Linked DNA regions of Mus musculus: regions 2 and 3 are each linked to region 1. The links are chromatin contacts, called in public promoter capture Hi-C maps. All regions are on one chromosome and are shown on one strand. Each heading gives the region's core, a stretch centred on a gene start, on an enhancer-like site or on the middle of the called end of the contact. The rest is flanking DNA. Distances are from core to core; before and after follow the strand shown.

Evidence for each region. Promoter capture Hi-C pulls out the DNA fragments that hold promoters and counts their contacts.
Region 2: a contact with region 1 is called in a promoter capture Hi-C map of liver, with 2.8 times the contacts expected there. The contact joins the promoter of Cps1 here to the promoter of Acadl in region 1. A contact is called at or near these places in 6 of 39 promoter capture datasets (3T3-L1-derived adipocytes, embryonic stem cells, hippocampal neurons and 2 more) and 1 of 9 other capture datasets (pancreatic islet).
Region 3: a promoter capture Hi-C map of embryonic stem cells shows a contact between it and region 1, with 4 times the contacts expected there. The contact joins the promoter of Unc80 here to the promoter of Acadl in region 1. A contact is called at or near these places in 3 of 39 promoter capture datasets (cranial neural crest, embryonic stem cells and stem cell-derived epiblast-like cells).

Annotation. Positions count from the first base shown.
Region 1 is chr1:66,861,597-66,865,386 of GRCm38.p6, forward strand. It overlaps Acadl (acyl-Coenzyme A dehydrogenase, long-chain), which reads right to left and starts at 1,713. Exons shown (of 11, transcript NM_007381.4): 1 at 1,577-1,713. The coding sequence starts at 1,653.
Region 2 is chr1:67,120,554-67,124,724 of GRCm38.p6, forward strand. It overlaps Cps1 (carbamoyl-phosphate synthetase 1), which reads left to right and starts at 2,474. Exons shown (of 38, transcript NM_001080809.2): 1 at 2,474-2,737. The coding sequence starts at 2,612.
Region 3 is chr1:66,466,484-66,470,757 of GRCm38.p6, forward strand. Unc80 (unc-80, NALCN activator) reads left to right here and starts at 1,451. Exons shown (of 65, transcript NM_001368824.1): 1 at 1,451-2,055; 2 at 2,981-3,029. The coding sequence starts at 1,964.

The sequences.
Region 1 (3,790 bases), core at 463-2,962:
AAATGGTACACCCTATAATATGCTAAGAAAAAAAATGTAATATTTCTAACTACAGAAAAAAGAAATGCATAAATAAACACTTTCCTGCTATCATTTACTTGGCAGTTAAGTTTGGTGAAACATCAATTTTCAGTTTGGAGACACCTGTACTGAACAAATCAATAGCCTTCAGGCTAGTGTCCGTTGTTTTCTCTGTCTTTTAAGTCAGGGTCTCACTAAGCAGCTCCAAGGAAGCTTCAAATTCATCATGATCCCCTGGCCTCTGCCTCCAGTGTGTGTGGAGGGGGAATTACAGGCCTGGGCCACCGCTTTAAAGCCTCATTTACATAAAAAAAAGTCAGACTAAATGAAATGACCCATTGGCACACTCAGGCCCTGGCAGCTGGATGTAAACGTTCTTGGGCTCAGCCTAGGCCTCGCTCCATAAATGCTGACTCAGACTGCCTTTCAACTGGATCGTTGGCCATTATACTCATAACCCTTTAAGAAACCCGTGACGATAAAACTATAGCTCCTGGCTCACTGACCATTCTCCAATAATCCTCTGTAAGGCAGAGCTTCTTCCCACACTTGAATCAAAATAAGATCATTTGGGGGGTTCTCTAATTAAAAAAATACAGAAATATTATTAACATAAAAAGAAATAAGAAAAGCTAGAACAATAGGAACACACCCTTTCGCAGCATCCAGCAATGAGTCAGCTGGCCTGTCCTTTGCCACCGATGCAGGTGTCTCTGTTCATCTTCAGGGTGCTCTAATTTTAAGAGCGTCAGAACATCACTTCCTCCGGAGAATAGAAAAGCATTCCTATCTTAAAGTCCTCGGAACTTTCCCAAGTCTCCTCCGGATGGATAAGCTTTACCACAGCACTGTATTGTACTTCGCAACAATGTGCTAATTAGCTCATTTAAATGTCCTGCCACCATAATTAACAAAGCTTTACACTTCCAGTCTGCTTTATCCAAGGAATGGATTTTTAGACAGGTAAAACTTGATCTCAGTATAAACACCCCCAAAAGTCTCTAAAGCTCTTGGGAGCTGCCCATTAATCCCTCTACATTTAATTAGTTTAAGGATTTAGTAATAAGTGTACAACTAATTTATCAGATGGGGCCTACGCCTGGACGCCTGAGTCGGGATGATTGAAGTTGCTCTGGTCTTCCGGTCCCCGCCTCCGCACACCAAGTCCCAAGTTCACTGTCAGGTGGCAGTCCCCAGTCTCCGTTCCAACTGGGCTAAAGGTCGCACTACTCGGTGGCAGAGCGCCCAGGGGGTGATCGCTCCCGCTAAAGCTGGGACAACACTTTCAAAGTCAGTTCACGGGACACTGTAGGACGTGGGGCGGGGCCCAGGCCTGGAGCGAGCATTAGGGGTTGCCTTGCCTTTTGGGGCGCGGCGGACCGTGGTGGGGACACCCCGAGTTCTCCACGCCACAGCGGGCAGCCCCGGGTTCCGGAGAGAAGGCCCGGTCCCTTCCTCCGGCCGCGTCGCCCCGGCTTGACCGTAGCGCGTCACACCCCATCCCCAGAGCTCCGCCGCCCCGGCTGCCGGTACCCCAGGCTGTACCCGCACTCACCGGGCGGAGGGCAGCGGGCGTGGCGCCGAGCGGGCGCTCAGGACGCGCAGGGAGCGGAGGAGCAGGCGCGCAGCCATGGCGGGATGGACGGCGGCGGACGGGACTGGCGGGCTCCGCGGCGGGGGCAGGCGGACAGAGGGGCGGCCGGACGGCGGGACGGTGGGGCGGGCCTCGGGGACAGCCAACTGCGGGCCGCAGGGCGGTGCCGCCAGCTCGGGCGGGGTCTGCGCCAGGCTCTGCGCGACGCCCCGTGCGCCCTCCCCTCCCGGCTGCAGGGCTGAGCGAGGGTTCCCTGGAGAGTCGTCCCACCCCCGCACTGAAAGGTGCATGGAGTTAATTTTCTAACTTCGGAAAGCTCTCTGAATGTCGATAAATGTATGAGTACTCACTGTAAAGGATTGTGCTGATTTGGTTTGGGTTTTTTGTTTGTTTTGGTTTTGTTTTTTTCCTTGCAAACGTTTGTAGCTACTCTTTGAAAATAAATAAGTAAGTATATTTGATAACGGAATAACAATTGGTTCAATTCTCCAATAGTACTTGAACTCGCATATGGTTGTTTCCTTTTTTTGTTGTTGTTTTGGTTCAATTCAAGGACATGTATTATTTGGGTTTATGGATTTGATGATTTGTAATGGGAAATGCCTGACAGGTTTTGAACTCTAAAGAATGTGTACATTACATCGATTTCTAAGGAGGCAAGGGGGCCTTTCTAATAACAACAGTTACGGAATCTGAAATAGTGAAAGTGAAAGACATTTTGTGTTAGCAATCAACTACTGACAGCCCACTGAGTAGGACATACAGAAATGTTTCAAAGAAAAGCTTTAGGGTTTCACGGCACCAACAATCTGGAAAACATAGTCTTTTTTTATTTAAAAAAATAATTTTAGATTACATTTCATTCATGTGTGTCGTCTGTCTGTCGTGCACTCATGTGGAGTCCAGAAGTTCCTATCAGATGTCTTCATCAATTGCCCTCCAGGTTTCTCACTGAACCTGGAGTTTATAGATTTGGCTAGCCGGTTTGGTAGTGATCTACCTGTCTTTCTGCTTCCCTAGGGCTATGTTTACAAATGCTCAGAAGAGTCGTTTATTTTCTAGGAGTAACTTGATCTGGTTGGGGGTGGGGCTGTTTGTTTTGTCTTTTTTTTTTTTTCCCCGGGTTTCCTAGTGGCAGAATTAATGCAAATGGTGTGTGTCCTTGCTCTGTTGCATTCTTGCTAAGGCTAACTGGAGGCACGTTTGTTTAAGATCCTGTTCATCTGGTTTATCATGAAGTTATTGTTTCCTTTTATAAAATAAAAACAAACAAGTAGTGTGTGTGTGTGTGTGTGTGTGTGTGTGTGTGTGTGTGTGTGTACACTTATTCCTGGGGATCGGACTCAGGCCTTACACATACATATAAGAAACAAGCTTGTAAGTGTAGGATCAGCTGTATTCTAATGATATGAAAGGTTGAACAATAACCAGGATTTCACAAACCCCTTTGAGCCATATTTCTCTTGTAGGAGTATTACACATATTGCTTGAGAGTTCTACAGGCATGCCTTTTTAGAGGGTATGAGGCAGGGTTTCTTTGTATTGCGCAGACAACTGTCCCAAACTTCTGCACATTTAAACAATCCTCCTGCCTTAGTATCTGAGTAAGTAGGGCTTCTGACATTTGCCACGATGACGAAGGAAGGGCATGCTTTTAGTTATTGAAATGTCAATGGCAGCCTAAACTTGAGCATTAAAAGAAAATTAGGAAAAAGATGTGATGGGGAAATCAGGAAAGCTCTCCAGATGGAAGAAAGGAATCGATGGGCAAAGGAACCTGTCTAACTGGAAAGTTTATGTTGGAAAGTAGGAAATCCAGGCCAAGAGGGAGATAATCTCTGGGCAAGACCTTAGCAGAGAGTATAGTGCAAATTTATGTCTGCAACTTCCTGGATTTGAAGTTCTCAGTTTGGAGATTTAGTGGATCAGTTCTTGCAAAGGGCCAGGCTCACAGGTCTGCAGTGGTCACTGGCAGGCAATGATTGGCATTTTTAAATGAGTACTAAGTATCTAACCAGGTAGTTTACATTTGGTGTGATAGGAAGTGAAGAGTGCTTATGGTTGAGGAGGGCAAAAATACATATTCATTCGTTCTTTCATTCCATAAAGACTGAGTTTCTTCTAACCATAAACATTTGACCTTGTAGACAATAAAATACATGCTTTCAAAAGGGG
Region 2 (4,171 bases), core at 1,224-3,723, 260 kb after region 1:
AATAGTAAACCTTTTTTTGATATGTTTTTACTTCACAAAACACTATACAAATTCACTGAAGTTTTCATAGCTATAATTTACATAGATATATAAAAGAAAATATACAAAACTGTCGACTTTCAGGTTATATTTGGGGTGACACAATTATGTTTGAAATTTCTTTAAATAAAAAAATGAAAATAAATTCACCATCATACACGATATAATACTATTACAATAATAGATATTGTAGTTGCAAATTTCTAAACTTAAATACTTTGGAAGACTGAGAGCTATTATTTTTTTAATTTGATAACTAGTTGTATTAGTTATATACAATTAGTATATATTGATTATATATACATATATGTATATTGTACACATATACTCTTACTTATGTGTGTGTGTTCCTGTGCATAAGTACAGGTATGTGTATGCACAGTATATGAATAGAGGTGAGAAGATAATCTCATGTGTTGGTCCTCATCTTCCACCTAGTATGAAACAGTTTTCACCATGTATGCCAAGCTAGTGGATCCATGAGCTTCCTAAGATTCTAAGATTCCTAAGATTGCAGCAATGGGATTTTAGCTGCAAGCCCTTCATTTGAACCATATCCCCAGCAAAGGAGGGGAAGGGAGGAAGGGAAGAAGGGAGGGAGGGAGGGAGGGAGGGGAGAGAGAGAGAAAGAGAGAGAGAGAGAGAGAGAGAGAGAGAGAGAAAATGAATTTACATTTCAATTTATGGAAAAGAATAAAATGCTTTTTGAGCATTAAATTAAAAGGAATGTTTGTAATTCTTCCAAATGTGATAAATGCCTTGATTTTATTTCTCTATGTGGGATTACATACAAGAAAATAATAAAGCTATAGACAGTGACAACTATGGTAAGTGCATGAGTAACAGAGGGAAAGTTACTGTGTAAAATAATTTTACTTTTCCAGACAAATGAATTATATAAACGTAGAGACCCACAATGTCCTGGCTTATAAGCAGTAAATTTTCTAAGACAAGGCCCATCATCTGTGTCCGTGATATATTCTGGACACCCTCCTTAGCTGAATGTATGCAGCTTATGTAAGGAAAGAATCATAGCAATGTGGGAAAAATTCAAAATATTATGAAGAATGTCTTTCATGAAAGTGTACTATTCTTTTAAATTTTTCTTGCCTGACTTTCGTGATCCCTACCCATCATGTCCTAAGCCCCACCCCTTTGACTTGCCCAAGTGTAAGCTTCCTCCTTCATGTCATAATGTTTGACAGTTTGGTTGTAAGTTCTAGTCTATCTGGGCACTTAATTCCAAAGACACTCACCATTTTATTCATTATTTATCCATTTCCGGGCTTTCCAATCTTGAGGTTGCGTGTGGAGTCCCAATGTATGAATTTTCTATTTTGAGTTTAAGAATTTTAACTATTTTTTCAAATAGTTTGACCCCAGTGAATGTTTCTATACTAATGCATCAAGACAGAGGATTTAAGCTCTGCTTTGATACTTATTTGTGGGTTCGTATTTTCCCTTCCAGCATTGACACTATGTCAGTGAAATTAACATACCTTTATGTCATCACCTTCACTATGGAAATCCTAAGGAGTAAGTCTTCACAGCTTACATTTCCTGGCCTTCAAGGCTGTCTGGCAATGATGCTGTGGGGCTGCCTTCTCTTTATGTGCCTTGGCTTAAGTGAGATGCCCTGCTAGCCAATGTGACCCTTTGACTGCCCACTCTTACCTGTGGCTAAAGCATGAATTGAGTAATTGTATTTAGGTCAAAACACAAATGCCCAAATCTTGCATTATCTTAGGTGATACTTAAATCACTAAATAATTGAGATTAATGTTTATATTAAATTGTTTCCCATTGTTCTATTCTCATTTTTACAGGCTTAAGAGATCTGGAGATACACAGTAAATTCCTTTGTTCCCTTGTGTTCTGATTAGGGTTACCAATAGCTTTAAAATCTAGAATGAAGAAGAGTGTTGTAATAGAAATATAATATATTACTTCATTAGTAGTTTCTCTTCCCAAGTAACTCAGATGTTTTCTGTATATTTGTAGAGGAATGTTTGTTTTGATATTTTCTTTACTGGATGTGGTTTCCATCATCCTTTTTCAAGCAGAAACCTTTTCCATATTTGGGTTTTCTTGAAATCCAAATGGATTCTGAAGTGAATGAGGCACCATTTCCAACTTAGCAAAGTGTTTGATCTTTTGCATTATTAGCAAGGTACTGCCCTTTGAAGAAGGAGTACACCTAAGGCTGTTTACCATGCCTGGGTCATGTTATTCAGCTACATAAGCAACTCCTTTGATGGCTAGCTTGCTTGCTACAGCAGTATCATGATTTCCACAGGAGAAGGTGCCACTTGTTATGTTGCAATTTGTATGACATGTCCATTGGAACATCTCTGGACATCAGCTTGGGAGGAGGGGCTAAGGAAAGGAGGAGCTGTAGATAGGTTATTTAATGGCAGAATGAATGGGGAGTCAAAGATCGCTGTGCAGTCAGCCTACAGCCTCAACTGTACTGTCGCCACACAGCTTTCTTTCACACTGGTTACAAACAAATTGGACATCAAAATCTCATGAGATATTTGTGATTTAATTTTAGTCACAAAACATCTTCAAAATGACGAGGATTTTGACAGCTTGCAAAGTGGTGAAGACCCTGAAGAGTGGCTTTGGTTTTGCCAATGTGACTACGAAGCGACAGTGGGACTTCTCCAGACCTGGCATCAGGCTCCTTTCTGTGAAGGTAACACCCCTGTTTCTTGTGTCTGATGATAATGCACTGGACACAGTTTTGCAGCGAAGCCAATGTGGTGCTGACAGGGCAAATACAGCTTCGAACAAAGTTGTTTATTAAAAAAGTGCTTTACCATAGAATCCATTGATATGGCAAATGATTATTTTTAATCTTCTCTGAGTAAGGTGGAGGTGATATTTATCCAATATGAAGAATGACTCCAGTTTCTACGGACATATAAACTATAAGTGTACTACTAGGAAAAGGGTACACTTAAAAAAGTTATCATAGTTTAGTTTATGCCTTGATTTTATTGCTAATGGTCTGAGTTGAAAGAAGCAGGTTCTATGTACACAAGGAATACTCCCCCCCCGCCCCCAAGTATGCTAAGCCTTTGTTTTATAATGGCTTAACTGAAAAGGTTTCTTCCTAGACATATAAGGTTTTAAAAGTTTAGAAGAAAAATATCTACGAATTTTTAATATTGGATATCCCTGTACACAGAGGAAGACAGCATTTCCATGCTCTCTTAACCTTCTTATCAGAGGAAAAATTTATGATTCTCCTTTTTGCAGAATCAGATTTTGAGGCAAACAGCAGCTGAAAAATCTGTCTGTCCAGGTTTATCTGTAGCAGAGAGGCCAAGGTCACAGTGGAAAAGTAAATTCTTTCCCTCCTACCCCCACCCCTGGTTATGAAATCCCTATAGGAACCTCTACCTTTTCCTATCTCTTTATGATATTTCTCACTGGAGAAGGCTAATTGCATCATGGGGACTTGGTCAATGAAACACTTCTTTACTGAATACAAAGCTTCAGAAATCATAGTAGCTTCAATACACTGTTTCTTTAGAGCAAAGAGCTATAAAAAAGTAGAAAAAAAACACCATTCTTTTTCAGTGTTGAGTAAAAACAGGTTGAGTAGCACTGGGAATTCTGCTTGTAGTTTGGGTGCATAGTAGGCTGACTAAAAATTGTCCTGGTGCTCCTTAGATTCCTTTTTTTTTTTTTTTGACATTTGACTCTTTTTTTTTTTCCATTTTTTATTAGGTATTTAGCTCATTTACATTTCCAATGCTATACCAAAAGAGATTCTTTTGCTTATAATGCCTTGGTCAGGATTTCAGGGGCTTTGGATTCTGGCATGTGTGGGAACAGGCAATTTCTATAGGTTCTTATAGATTCCAGGGACAGGAGAGAGACATAAGAAGACTGGTGGGAGAGAAAAAGAGGGTGGAAGGAAAGGATGGTGGCATGGAGGGTAGGGAGAGGAAGAGGAGGATGGGGAAGGGGAGGAGGAGTGGGAGGGAAAGGGAGAGAGACACTTATGCTTACATCAATGACATGATACCAACTTGAGCCTGCTACCCTGAGAATTTATTACAAAGCCTAAGAAAGCCATGTTGGATTCATTTTGATAATAAGATGGAAGCCAGAAAGGAGA
Region 3 (4,274 bases), core at 201-2,700, 400 kb before region 1:
ATAGACTATTAGCATCTTGTCATCATTAGAGGCCTTGGCAAAGCTTTTTCTTTCCAAAGGGTATATATCTAGCACACAGTGGGTTAGAGCCCAAACCATCTAGTTCAAACCTTAAGTACTTTGCCTCTGCTGGTCCCCCACCCCCACCCCATACCCACTTGTCTATCACGTCCTATTATGTCTAGCTTGTAATTTTGTATCACGACATTGACTTGGGCTATCAAAGCACACTTTTCTAGTTCCCCTGTTTACCCTTTTCACATCAACCACACAAAAAGGAAAGGACGATTTCATTTCACGATTTCATTTCACTGGCAGGAAGGTTCCTTTCCAACAACCGATACCTGCCTGTATCTTCTTCCTTGTCTGCTCACAACTGAACTTATGCTCATGTTTGCTATAAACTCTTCTCTGCATATGGCTGTCTTCCCTTAAACACTGGGAGCCTTTTGTGAACAGGAATCAACATAAATACAGTTCCTGGCATAAATACACTTAATAAATATCCATCAAACACACTTTATCTGGTTTCTATCTTAGTATGTTTTAAGATCTATATTTTGCTGGGTGTGCATCTCTCCAATCCTGGCACTAGGACAAATGAGATGGGAGGTAGGTGATTGTTTGAGGGAAGCTTGGGCTCCCTAGCAAGACACTATCTAAAGTAAAATACTTATTTTTTAGATCCTTATTTACCTTCAAGAAGGTAAATAAAAAGTTTATTTCTGGGTCCTTAAGATCACTATGTATCATAGTTTTCTCCATGTGGGTTATGCGAGTTGTTAACAGAGGATGTCATGTCCTAGCTCCTAAGATAAAGGCCGAAGATCTGACTTGTCATTTCAAGTTGTACACTCATCTCCGTTTAAATAACATGTTTGCTATGTTTTGTTGTTGTTGTATGTTGTTTGTTTTCTTTTGTTTTGAATGTTTGCAAATAGATAAGTCTACAGCATTGGTTTTGAAGTCGGGCTGCGTCATCCAACCTCACCTCACCCCCACTTGCCTCAATGTTAGATAATACTTGTTAAAGGAATACAGCTATAAATTACGCGGACGTTTATACACGGAAGGAACATGGCAGCAGTGAGAACAAGATCACCAAAGTGCATTTAACGACCTATAAAAATAATGCTTCGTGTGATTCAAACGTTGCCTCCCAGTTTGCAACTAGCGGAAACCCACAGCTGGGTAGTTTGTCCCACCCTGCTTTAGTAAATCAAGCCCGGGAGACTTCTTCGCAGTTATCAGTAAAAACAAATTCTCACATAGGAAAACTTCTCAGTTTCCTCCCACTTGCCAAGCCAGCCTCCTGCCCTGATTTCATTTTCTAGCAATTCCCCCCTGCCTTCTTGCTAAACCCGAGATGGACTGCTGACCTCTTTGCAAGAGGTGCGAATGATGCCAGAGCTCTGCGGCTCTCCAAAGCTCCTCCTCCCCAGAGGTCGACAGTCCTTCCTTCGGACGCAGAGGTTGGGAAGCAGGACAGGGGACACTGCTGGGGTGCACTCCGAGAGGAGCAAGCAGAACCCTGGGTGCCGAAGAGGCCGCGTGGGGGACCGGCGTGCCCGTGCCATGCGGAGCGTGGACTCCCGCGGCCACCCCGCAGCTGCAGCCCCGGCCCCCGGCTCTGCTCCGCGGCTGGGCTGCCCCGCGCGGGCCGCTGTCCACAGTGGGAGGTGCTGAAAGCAGGGCGCGGGGGCGGCGGGCCGGCCGTCTGCTCCGAGCGCCCCCCTCCGCGCCGCGCCGCTCCTCCGGCCCTCCCCTCCTCCATCAGCCATGTTCCGCGCGCGGGGAGGGCTGGGGGAAGGGGCGAGAGCCGGGGGCCGGCGGCGAGGAGAGCCGCCTCTGCCTCGGGGAAGGAGGGGATGAGAGCTGGGGGGAGCAGCGCGACGAGGAGGCGGCGGCGGCCGGCGAGGAACCCGCGCTGGGTTCTGCGGTAGGACTCCCGGGAGCCACCATCATGGTGAAGAGGAAGAGCTCCGAGGGCCAGGAGCAGGACGGCGGCCGCGGCATCCCTCTGCCCATCCAGACCTTCCTGTGGCGGCAAACCAGGTGAGGGGCGCGGGGCAAGAGGTGGCGCTCGGGGGGTCGCCGGGTCGTCGCCACCGCAACCAACCCCGCCACTGAGGCCGTGCCGCAGCCTGCAGCTAGCAACGTCTCTAGGGTGGAAAGACAGCCCTCTGCACCCACTTAAAAGCACGCATGAAAAAATATAGATAGATCTCACTGAAGTTTGACAACAAGCAGATTGTCAGTTTTCTAATAAATATATACATTATTGAGGAGGTAGGGATGGGAGGGCAGAGAGCCTGGGCAGAGGGGGCGGGGAGCTAGGAAGGTAATTGGGACTGAACCAGCTTGCGCCTCCAATTCCCCCTCCATCTCCTGCTGTAATCCTTGCCTGGTGACCTGTTGTTTTCTAGCTTGTTTGGCATGTCTGCTGTGCCCACTTGTTAACCATGTTTGCTTGGATACAGCCAGCCTCGTCTTCATGGTTAAAGCCCCTGGGCAAAATGATTTTTGATAGATTTCTTTCACCTGGCCAGGCCTGACACCCCGGCCAATAAACAGTAAAGGGCTTTCTCGTTATTTTAGAAATTGAGTACATATAAAAATAAGACGCTGGGAATTATGACCCACATCCGAGCTCATTTTTCAGTTTGAAAGATAACTGCATGCACGGGGAATGCACCAATTCTGACCATGGACGATTTAGAATTTTAATAGTTAAGAAAAAAGTCTTCAAAATAAGAGCGGCATGGGAAATTATGAAGAGCAAAGTCTTTTTCGTGTGTGTAATTAATGTGTAATAGCAAATGTTGTCAGCTATCCAATATCTGCTCATCAACAAGCGATACAGAAGCATGAAGTCTGAGTTTCATACCGCCATGCCCTAGTCATTGAAAAATATGTCATAGAGATGCCTTAAAAATAGTTTTGCTCATGTTTATAACAAAAACCTTTACTAATTTTTCAGTGCATTTTTGAGGCCTAAACTGGGGAAGCAATATGAAGCCTCTTGTGTGGTATGTGATTCTCACCATTTAATGATTATTTCCATATTCTCTCTGTATGATAATTTACCCCGAGGAAAGACTGAATCCTATTAACGCCAAAAGTTACTTCAACTGACAAATATCAGTGAGCATTTACCATGTACCAGACATAGTTCCATCCTGTTGGGGTAGGGCAAAGACATAAACAAAGCCCAGAGTTTACACACTAGCAGGAGGCAGAAAGAACACAGACGACTAGATACATAAAATACTTAATAAGATAGATGGTGAGACACACTGTGGAGAAAAGTAACAAAGTATATCAGAAGAGATGTGGTAAGGGGGTTATTTCATAGACAATGATTAGATAAGGCTTAATTGTTAATGTGATGCATGGGCAAAGACACAAGGTGTACAGGAAGACATCCCATATTGAGAGGAGAGCCAAGGAAACCACAAAGGACCTTAGCATCAAATGTGAATAAGTGTGAATCAAGTGTGAATAAGCCAGTGTAATGGGAGTTATTGATGGAGCAGTAGAAGAGAAGGTGGAGAGAGAAGAACTAGGCTCAGGAGGGCCTTTTAGGGAAGATTAAAAATCAAATAGTTAGTCAACAAAACAGGGACAATTATGTGCTGGTTATTCATGCAGTGAATGACTGTGGAGTACTTAAATAACTTAATAACCAATTCTGTACTCTTATGTCTTTCATACATTCTGCAGTTCTGAAAGTTGAAAGTGAATGATCTAAATCTTTATGAAAATAACGCTATCGGTATTAATACAGAGTGAAGTGAACTCGTCCTGAGGTTGGAAAGGAATCCCATAGCCATATAAGATCTATTTTGCAAACTGAGAAAATAAGACATGAAATCATGACGCAAGAGTGAAATGGATTTTAACAGACCCACAGATGGCTTTGGATCCTATTTAGTATAGTGGGAAAGTGTAAAGCTGTCCATTTCTAAGCTGCCAAACGTATTTGTAAGAAGCTGTGTGGATGATACTCTAGTATGGACTTCTGAAGTATCAGATCTACAAACCATGGTACAAATCAACTGGAGAGTTAAGCACATGTGCACACATGCACAGGAACATGGAGGCATTGGCTTTATTGAGCTGTCACAAGGATACTCTCAAACATGTCTTTCTTGTCAGTATTGTCAGTGGAATTTCTTGTGTCGGAGTTATTACAATAACTTAACACCTTAAGCCCGTCCTTAAAGCATGCTGATACTTACTCAGCTTAAAATAGCCAAGACTTTTCTCTGTTC